Linked DNA regions of Zea mays: region 2 is linked to region 1. A link is a contact called in public Hi-C data. All regions are on one chromosome and are shown on one strand. Each heading gives the region's core, a stretch centred on a gene start, on an enhancer-like site or on the middle of the called end of the contact. The rest is flanking DNA. Distances are from core to core; before and after follow the strand shown.

Region 1 (5,155 bases), core at 1,733-4,232:
ACTCGCCACCCTGGGCGCGCGCGTCGTGGTCAACTACGCGTCCAATTCCGCCAGGGCAGACGAGCTCGTCGCGGAGCTCGCCTCCCGCGGCCACCAGGCCGTGGCCGTCCGCGCCGACGTGTCGGACCCGGACGCCGTGCACGCGCTCTTCGACCGCGCCGAGGAGGCGTTCGGGTCCCCGCCGCACATCGTTGTCTGCTGCGCGGGCCTCCTCAATGCCAAGTACCCGGCGCTCGCGGACACCGCCGTCGACGACTTCGACGCCATGTTCGCGGTGAACGTGCGCGGGACGTTCCTCGTGTGCCGCGAGGCGGCGAACCGCGTGCCAGCCAACAGCGGCGGCCGCATCGTGACGTTCTCGTCGTCCATCGTTGGCACGCTCCTTCCGGGATACGCAGCGTACACGGCGACCAACGCCGCCGTGGAGGCGATGACGAAGATCCTGGCCAAGGAGGTGGCGGCGAAGGGGGTGACCGCGAACGTGGTCGCGCCGGGGCCCGTGCGCACCGAGCTGTTCTTGGCCGGGAAGGACGAAGCGTTCCTGCGGAGGGTGGAGCAGCAGTCCATGGGCCGCATCGCCGAGACGACGGACGTGGCACCGGTGGTGGCGTTCCTGGCCAGCGACGCCGCGGCTTGGGTTAACGGCCAGGTCATCAGGGTCAACGGCGGTTTTGTCTAATAAGGGTCCAAGTGCGCCAGATGTTCAGATATAGTGGTATCTGCCACATACGCAAGTTTTTTAAAAAAAAATACGCAAAAATGTGAGTGGCGCGTGTGTGTTTTAATAAAAAAAAATCAAGTTATGCAGTGTACTGAGTGCGGATTATGCCGTGTAACTCAACTTATTATATGAACGTCATATCAAGTTACTGCGGAACAAGGGCTCTACAGCGATGCTGTCCACGTTTCGCTTTGACTAGAGAGGTTATACTGAGATCGAGTCTATTGGCTTAGCTTTAATTTGTTATTTCTATAATAATTTTGTCTCTATAGATTACAACTGTATGAGTCCAAACAACCGGCTTTAATTCAAAAAGAACAGCCTAAATAGGCAAGAGGGAGTAAGCAACCTACCTCGAGTGAGACCCAATAATCAACTACGTGAGCTATAAGACTATGACCAACAGATTGTGTATATATAAGATAAAGTTTAAAATAAAATATTAAGATGAATAAACTGTTAGAGATATATGGATCGACATGCAATCAAGCATGCTATGGTAATGCACAAACGCCTTTCATTAGGACTCATAATCTAAAAAGTGTTTTGAGAATTTATTAGGGTATCTATGCAAATTCGTACACAAGTTTGAATTCTTAAAAAATGAAGGTTGCTGGCCCTCGACAACACCAGGAATGCTCAAATAGACATCACACTACTTAACTCCTTCCCACAAATACTAATTTTTTTCTATGGACATCCTTGATGATATTAAATGCCACTAGCCTTAAAGGCTATCTCCAGCAACGTACTCTAAATTTCATCATCTAAAGAATTATTCTCTGTCCTTTACAGTTTTCTCTAAAAGATTTCATCATCTATATCTTCACCGTCTCCAGCAACGTCCTCTAATTTTTGTCCTCTACAGCATACCAACTATAAAAATAGATTGTATTCCCTTACCCAACAACAAGTAAACAATATTTGTACTGCTGCTTTTGCTTGCTTTGCAGTCGATCCGTACTGCTTTTGCTTGGTTCTAGGTGGTTTCGTACTGCTGCTAGCAGTGCTTGCAGTGCACAACACTAGTCCTATGCCGGATAGAGGAGCCTCCACGGATAGCGGACACTTTGCAGCTCCTCTACTTTAGAGTTCCTTTTAGCGGTTGCTGCTAGACACAAAAAGTAGCCTGCAAACGCTATATTTAGAGCTCAGAACCATAGACAGGTTGTTGCTGGAGCTAGCCTAATAAGATGCCACTTAGGCTGATAAACTTTAAAAATGTATTTCTAGTTGTCTAAGCTGCTTGTTAATACTGCATATTTCTAACCTTATAAAATAATACATAACAGACTATACTAACTACTGGCGTGCACTAGTTAACCAGTTTAGGAACTAGAAAAGTATTTTTAAAGTCTGTGAAACTAATTGATGAGATGTATAGTTAAAATCATGGTTCCTTATTTTGGAGTTATTGTTGTACCACATATTGATTGTATGCATATTCACCGCTTTAAAAGTAAAATACACATATCCTACTCATATAAATACTTATAGGGGCTTCGTTTCGCATGAATTGGAATTTTCTTAATAGGATAGGCTATTTAGTTTGGAATTCGATATTTCACCACTTTCTAAAGTTCAAATATATGTCTACCTCAAATTTATTGAGGAGATAGATGAAAATTGATTTTATGTATCTCCAAGCTATGATTTTACTCTGTAATTTATAACATGCTCTTTAGTTCGCTCTCCTACTGTGAAAATATAGCACATAAATATTTTCCTCATATGGCCAAATACACAAATATATTCTATATAAAATCATATTAACTTAATTGATTTATGCCTAAATTATTATTATTAGACTAGAATTCAATTCCAATGATCCAAACGAGTTCTTATAATATTACGTGACTTATTTTAGAAACTTGAGCTCACAAAATTTCTCTTATTTGGTCTCTGTATGGTGGAATTATGTCATTTTATAATCTCTGTTCGTTTAGCTAGTCGTTGTGGACTTTCTTTTAATCGCTTATTTCATTGACCGTGTTGTACCATGACATATTGCATGGAGTAAATAATAACATCAGTTAGTCAAATTAAAGAGCGGAGACAATCAATAAAAAAATCTTAAATTTTTTTGATGAATAGTTTACGTGGTTATTATTGTAAGTCGTCGCAACTCACGGTCAAACGACTAGTTACAATAAAAGCTTAGGTGGATCCTCTCCTCTTTTGACCGTTGACAGTAAAAAAATGTAAGCAGTAAAATATCATTTTTTTCTCTAGGGAGAGAGGGAAGGGGGCGGCCGTTGTTTCTCAACAGAGTAGAGTCGAAACAGAATCCTGACTTCGAGTCTTGTCTTGTGGGCTGTGCCTGTGACGGACTGACGGCACAGAGGTAATGGAGGCCGCGCCTACCACCATCACCGTCCAGGTCAAGTTCGCCGGGCGGACGATCCCCGTGGAGGTCCCGGCAGCGGCTTCCGGCGCGGAGCTGAAGCGCCTCCTCCAGCCGCTGACCAATGTCCTCCCGCGCGGCCAGAGGCTCATCTGCAAAGGCACCGATCCCCAAACCCTTGTTACCTCTTGAGTCCGCGGATTCGCTCCCATAGTAGCCAACCCTCGACTCCCTTGTGGTCGCAGGCAAAGTGCTCCAGGATGCCGCAAGCCTGAGCTCGATGCAAGTAGTGGGCGGATCCAAGGTGATGCTCATCGCGTCGCAGGGGCTCCATCAGGGGGTACGGCATCAATCACCTCGATCTGTCTTAATTCCCCATACCTGTGCTGCTTTGATGTGGTCATTATGTTAGTTTGTTCAGATATTTAGCATTGAATTTGTTGGAGTAGGATGTCCATGAGCGTGTGCATAAGTTCGATTTTTACCTGGTAGTGGAGGGAGGACAGTTTCAGTTGTACCTTGTTACTACTTGACAAGTGTTTCATAGACGATAGGGTAAATTGCTTAATTTCACCATTGAACGTGGAGTGCTTACAGAATCTGCTTTTCGTTGTCTACTCTTAAACAGGATGGTCCTATCACAAATAATAGCAGTAGCTCAGCAACAACTGTGAGAAGGCCTTCAAATGTTAAGGAGAATCAAACACAAAAGCCAGAGGTAGTTGTCACCAAAAGCCGATCTGAGCGCTGGAAGTTAACAGGTGTTGTTGCGCTGCAAGACTGTGACTTGAAGGTACATATCTTATTCCAATTTATTTGAATCACTTCTATGAAGGTCCTGGGGATGCATGCTGACATAGGATAATTGTGATTCAAATTTGCGAAATCTAGAAATCTACCCGTGGTCAATAGAAGTGTCTTGAAGAAATACCATTATATGTTTGATTACTGTCTTTATTACAATTTGCAAGCAGACCCTAAAAGGCTAGAAGAAAATGTCTAACACTAATTTTGCAAGAATCCTTTTGTATATTTCTGATCATGATTGACACAATGATTTGTACCCATACCTCTAACTAAACTATATACTGAATTAGTTATGGCATCTCAGTTTGGTGCTACAGTTTTATCACCAAATGTTGGAACAGATATCCTATTTAATTATTTGTTCATTGATGCTACTGTTGCCTAACCACTCAACATTCACTTCTTCCTGCTTTATGAGATCCAATGATATTGAGTTGTTATCGCCACGTTATCTTCCTATACCAATTCCCTTTTGAACAAAGTTGGACTGATCTTTTGTGGGTGTCTTTCTCTATAGGTAATACCTGAAGAAGTCTGGGATTGTGGCACCTCGATACGAATACTAGACATTAGCTACAACTGTATCAAGGAAATTCCACACAAAATCTCTGCTCTTAAATCTCTAAATGTAATTATTCTTTCCCACTGAGTGAATTGGGTTATTTTCTTCCATAAGGAACTATAATTGTAAATACATGACTTAATTTTATATTGCAGAAATTGCTCCTAACTGAAAATGATATAGTTGATGATAGCATCTGCTGGGAAGGTCTATCATGTCTTCAAAAGCTATTGAATTTATCTTTAAGCGAAAACCGGTATGTCCGATTCTGAAACTCTTGTCCTGTCACTGTTATTCATAGTAGTACTATAAATTTTCGGTGATGTTGCCAGTGGATATAAAGCAATGTTTATAGCTATGTTCACCAAAACTGTTTTGTTCTTTATATTCTCAAACTTTTTGCTTTGACTCACCCACTGTGAGCTAGGAGCTAGGTATTGACCCAGAATCAACCAATAGCTTGCAGAAAGCTGAAACATGCGATATGTTGAAGTATAAGAGAGAATGCATACTAAATCTTGGCTTCTAACTTTTTTCTTTAGTGTGTGGTGGAATCCTCCAGGTGGGAGATATATCTGAGTGGTTAATCGGGGCGATATGTTGAAGTATAAGAGAGAATGCATACTAAATCTTGGCTTCTAACTTTTTTCTTTAGTGTGTGGTGGAATCCTCCAGGTGGGAGATATATCTGAGTGGTTAATCGGGTGCAAACTATTGCGCT
Region 2 (5,155 bases), core at 903-3,402, 280 kb before region 1:
TGCTACTTTAAGAAGTTTCAATAATAACTCTTCTCTAAAAGTTATGTAAAGCAGGTCTCTAAATTTATAAACTCCCAACAAAACTCAATTTCATCTATACATTTACCAACCTCGTTGGGACTCCCTAAATCAAGCTTGGTGCTAAGTTTATCGTGAAAAGCGCATTCCAGCCAATTGTGATAGAACAACTGTTGTTGCCTACCGTTGCAGAAAACATAGTGGCAATAGGCTATAGCAACAATTTTACATTCTGTTGCAATTACTACATCCTTTGCAACATATTCAAGTGTTGTAGTTGTTCATTGTTACAATGGACTATTCTGTTGCAATAAGTTATATTGTGACATTTACGATAATTGCCAAAAACTCTATTGTCACAACATATTTCATGGTAATAAGTGTTAATGCTATGTTTGAATCTGTTGCAAATGGCTTTGTTACCACAAGGTGATTCATGGCAACAAAACACTAGTGCCACACAAGCGACTCGTGGCAACAAGATGTATTGCAATGCAAATAATTTCGTTGGATTTGATCATTTTGCAACATAATGTGTCTCGTGGCTATATGACCTTTTTACTATAAAAAAAATTGTGGTAAGAATCGTTATGGCAACAAAAAACATCGTTGTAACTAATGATGTTGCATCAAGGAGAAAATGTTGCGACTACTGAAGTCCCAACGAAATAGATTCATGGTAATTACATCTTATTGCAACAAAAAAATCATTGCAATTAATGATGTCGCAACCACAAAATCATACAACTGAACCATACAACAACCAATAAAACCTTTGCATTTACATATATTCAAACCCACAATTTATACGACGATGCATTTTGCATTTCTATTGGGTAAAAATGTTATGCAAAAGAATTATATTGTGCATCTGTAATGTCAGAACCAAATTTGACAACCTAATATTTGTCTCTTGTCTCATATATTAACTATATCCATACCATAAGTGGTAACAAATAGGTTGCACGAAATAAACAGTGACCAAATACAAATTAATTTGATAACACCGGTCATAATCACAACATCCTTATCATCAAAAAAAAATAATCACAACATCCTCATACTTGCTTGGATTGTGATAACATAGATAATAAATTACTGAGGACTAGCAAAATATTGGAAAAATGCAAAAATAGTGGCAAAAAAGTTGCATATATTGCAACCACTTTTACAGATTGAAGCAATAACTAACAACTAATGCTACAAATTTAGTGTTGTGACAATATGCGGTGTGGCAGTAGGGTGATTTTGCAACAACGACAGTTCTAGTGGTAGCAAAATAACATCTTTCTCTTACAACGGAAGCCATGGTTATCGCAATGAACAAAAATAGTGGCAAAACGGTCCATATAGTGCAACCACTTTTAAAGGTTGTAGCAATAACTGACACTTAATGCAACAAAAATAGTGTTGTTGCAATATCTGTCGTGACATTAGGGTGATTTTTAGTAGTGTTTACGTCGTCACACCGCCCCGTTGACCATAAATCCATCTCCAACACCCAGACGTCTTGACACCGTCACCACCCGACAACCCCTAGTGCCGAGGCACCGTCAGAGCACCGTCAGGCCTAATTGTTGGAACATTGTAATGTATTGTCTATTGCTCTCCAAATCTGTATTTCCGGCGTGTATGGTGCACGAGGATCATGTCCAAATAACAAATAAACGATATATATAGTTCTAAAGTGCTAGCTAGCTACTAGTTATTTGGTCCGCTAGGATGATGGCACAGTCCAGGCAAACAAAGCACAATCTGACGTACGGTCTGACGTGAGTCTGTCTTTGCTGAGAAATAGGAAGAAATAAACAAAGCATCATTTCCGGCGTGTGTATGGTGCGCATCTGAGGATAGCGGTCCAAGCAAACAAATACGCCCCCTAATGAGTAGAGCTTCTCGATCTGGCTGAGAGGCCACCGATTTTCTCTCTCTCTATCTCTCCCCAACAAACGTTTCGTTGTCAGACAACGAGCTGCTGGGCCGTTAGCACCAAGTGTTCGTAAGCAGAGCTTAGTCACACGCATGGGAAAAGTACAAGCGGAAATTAAGAGAGCACTTCCAAGCCGTACAGCTCATCACGGGCGGCGCCTCCCGGCCGCTTATTTATACGCCCACGGCGGCCACCAGCCATCCCAGCGCCAGCGCGGCAGAGAGTCGAGACCTTCTAGCTAGGCCGCTGCCACGTCAAAACTAGCTCCTCCAGACAACCAATCAGCTAGCCGAAGCCGGTCGATTAGCATGCAGCAGCGCTAGTAGACGTCGTCTCCGGGTCTCCACTCTCCACACAGAAACCCATACAAAATCCGCATCCAGAATCACCGGAGATACGAGTCCGCGCGTACGTTGCAGTTGAATTGTGAAGAGAGGCTGTGCGCAGTGCTGCTGCTGCTTCTTCTTCTTCGACGCATGCACGCACATGGATGGTGCTGCTGAGTGCTGACCTCCGGCCGTACGTGATCTTCGATCTCCACACGGCGGCAAGCGATCGAGAGGCGTGGTTCCCGTGGCGTCAACCGACACCTAGCAGCTGCTAGCTCATCTGCTTGATCTCTAGCTGAGACTCCGAGCAAAATGTAAGTTTTCTTCCGGATTTCCCTGCACTCTCTCTCTCCTGCTGCTGCTTTCGCAAGTACATGTACAGCGCGCGGTATATAGACCTCTCCCTTTACTTTATGCGTGTTGTTTTAATTTCCCAATTTTATTTGAGAACACTTTTTTACGCATACGGGGGGCGTACGTAGATGCACACGCATATGTAGCTAGGGACCGCTCGCACTTGCTGTGTGCTTGCCAGAGGCAGGTTTGTATCTAGCCAAGGTCGTCCAGGCCACCGAAATCCAACGTCGTCGTCTGAGAACCCTCTTGCCTAGGTTCTAAGTGCTCCGAGCAAACAGGCCCGTGTGTATGTACTCATGCATGCATGCATGCAGCACCACGTACGTGTACGTCTCTTTAGGTTTAGTAATTGTCCTCCAATTGATAGTGGGCTTAGCTTTCATAGTTTCATATAGAGGACTAGCTAGCTACTGAATTCAACCGGCCGCGCTATGTAACTATGCTAATAAAATTCCTTTGGGAATTAAAACAAACCGTGAGATTCATATATATATTCTGCTCGGAGTCTTGGCAACGTCGTCGATCGTCGTAGAAAGGATATATAGCAGATCGAGCTCTGGTACGTTCATTCATCTAGTATTCTAGTTTTATAGGATTATTGTGATTCAGTTTCCAAGGAACGGGAAGAAGTGAAAGAACCGCGAGGAGCAGGGATATTTCCATAATAAAAATACATGCATGTATTAAACTACCAATTTGAAATACTTATGAGCTACAAAAACTACTTTTCGTGATATATAATACCTCCATTCCTCTCAAATATTTACCGTCCGCTAGTTCATTTTTTAAACTAAAACTTGACAAATAAAAAAAAGAACCGAGGGACCCAGTAGCATGTTGTGAACGTACGTACGTACTCTATATATTTTCTGTTTTTTAGATAACGAATGGTCAAAAGACCCTAATACAATTAAAGTCTCTTTTTCAATATCCGCTCGGAAACGGATTCGTGATTTACGTGCAGCGGATAGGGATACCCCTACATACAATTCACTTTCTTTTGCTGGCGTAGTGGTCATGGCCATGAAAAATAAGAATAAAAAAATCTAACTGCGCCGCTTACGGACGGCAACCTTACCCAGTATGGCATATATATAAAATTTAACGGCGTCTGGCTAGCTAACCATCGCCCCATCCGCCGATTGCGAGTGCTCAGCCGAAAAGGCGCCGTGTCGTCCGGCCGGTCCACGACGGGCATCCGACGCGTGTTTCGTTTAGTACCAGCTAGCTAGCTAGGGCCTATGGTCCGGACCGCACGGGCAACGGCCAAACGCTAGCAAACGACGTGTAGTCTGTCGTCCGCCACCCGCCGCGCGCGCGGGCTACCTCTTGCTCCTTCCCCGGCCTGCTTCGTTCGCTCGCCGCGCAAGCGCAACAGTGACATGCCCTGCGCCTGCGGCCCGGTGGTCGTCTACGGCCAGAGCAGCTAGCTATCTCGATCGCGTCGCGTACGAACGGCGCGGGTCGCCATGCCCATCAGTAACATGACCGCATCTCCATCAGTAACGGGCGGGCCGGAGACGTCAAGGTTATTCTTTGTTGCCTCCCCGTACAAAAATATATACACACTGCAAGCTAGCTCCCGGCCGCACACGATAAATTGTGGCCACAGTGGTGCGCTGGTTTTCTGCATGCTTTGACTTCTGATCGGGCTGCTTGCGCTTGTGCTTGTGCTGGTAGAAGACAGGGAGAGGTAGAATGGCAGAGGCCAGAGATCCCTTTAGGCGCCAGCCGCCAGGAGCGCCGTGCCTAGCTTTGTGCGTTCCTGTGGCGCGGCAGCAACGTGCCAGCGACCCTCGTGGACGGATGGGTCACTGCGTTGGACTGGCGCGCGCTCGTGTGAACCAACCGGGCTGGCCACAACCGCGCGACCGAACTGCCTTTAGTCGTCGCACGCGCGCGCTACGTAATAAGCACATGAAGCCAAAGAGTCTCTACCGTAATGGTTAAGACTTTTACCTCTATGTCACAGGTTTCGATCACCTCGAAAACGAATTTCAGTATTGGTTAAAAAAATCTTTTCGTGTGTCTCACCCACTCTACGGGATCGATATCTTATGTGACACTCTTCGGCTCGACCATTGCATAGTAGACACTTGATTGGTTCGTTAATGATGGAGGGCCAGATTTCATTATTTTTTTAATATAATATCGGAATGACGGTCTTTCCTCCTAGAGCGAGTTTTTTTTACATAATCACATCAACGGAGGGCTTGGTTGGGACCGATTGTAAGACTATTGAGAAAAAACATGCGTGGGAATTATTAGGATCGTCAACACTCAGCCGCAGCAGTACAACTGAATTAAGCTAGTAGGGCAGAACCACCTCAAAGGCTCAAACATCATCCTACCTAGAGTCCTGCTAGTATACCTAGGTTTTGTCACTCAAAGGGCAGTACCAATGTGTAGCTTGCATAGAAATTAAATGAATCCACCACATAAGCAAAACTTTAACGTGGCAACTGATTTAATATGGAAAAAAGAAGAAAATACGAAGAAACGGTTTGAGTTCTCTAAAGAA

Evidence for each region. A called contact is a pair of places that touch in the nucleus more often than the background predicts.
Region 2: a Hi-C map of ear shows a contact between it and region 1, with 2.2 times the contacts expected there. The contact joins the promoter of LOC100281495 here to the promoter of LOC100282196 in region 1. A contact is called at or near these places in 2 of 25 Hi-C or Micro-C datasets (ear and endosperm).

The regions. Positions count from the first base shown.
Region 1 is chr1:241,259,428-241,264,582 of Zm-B73-REFERENCE-NAM-5.0, reverse strand. It overlaps LOC100282196, which reads left to right and starts at 2,982. Exons shown (of 10, transcript NM_001155108.2): 1 at 2,982-3,225; 2 at 3,311-3,405; 3 at 3,694-3,858; 4 at 4,390-4,500; 5 at 4,590-4,690. The coding sequence starts at 3,069. It overlaps LOC100285342, which reads left to right. Exons shown (of 1, transcript NM_001158234.2): 1 at 1-807. The coding sequence ends at 679.
Region 2 is chr1:241,538,278-241,543,432 of Zm-B73-REFERENCE-NAM-5.0, reverse strand. It overlaps LOC100281495, which reads left to right and starts at 2,152. Exons shown (of 4, transcript NM_001154413.2): 1 at 2,152-2,591.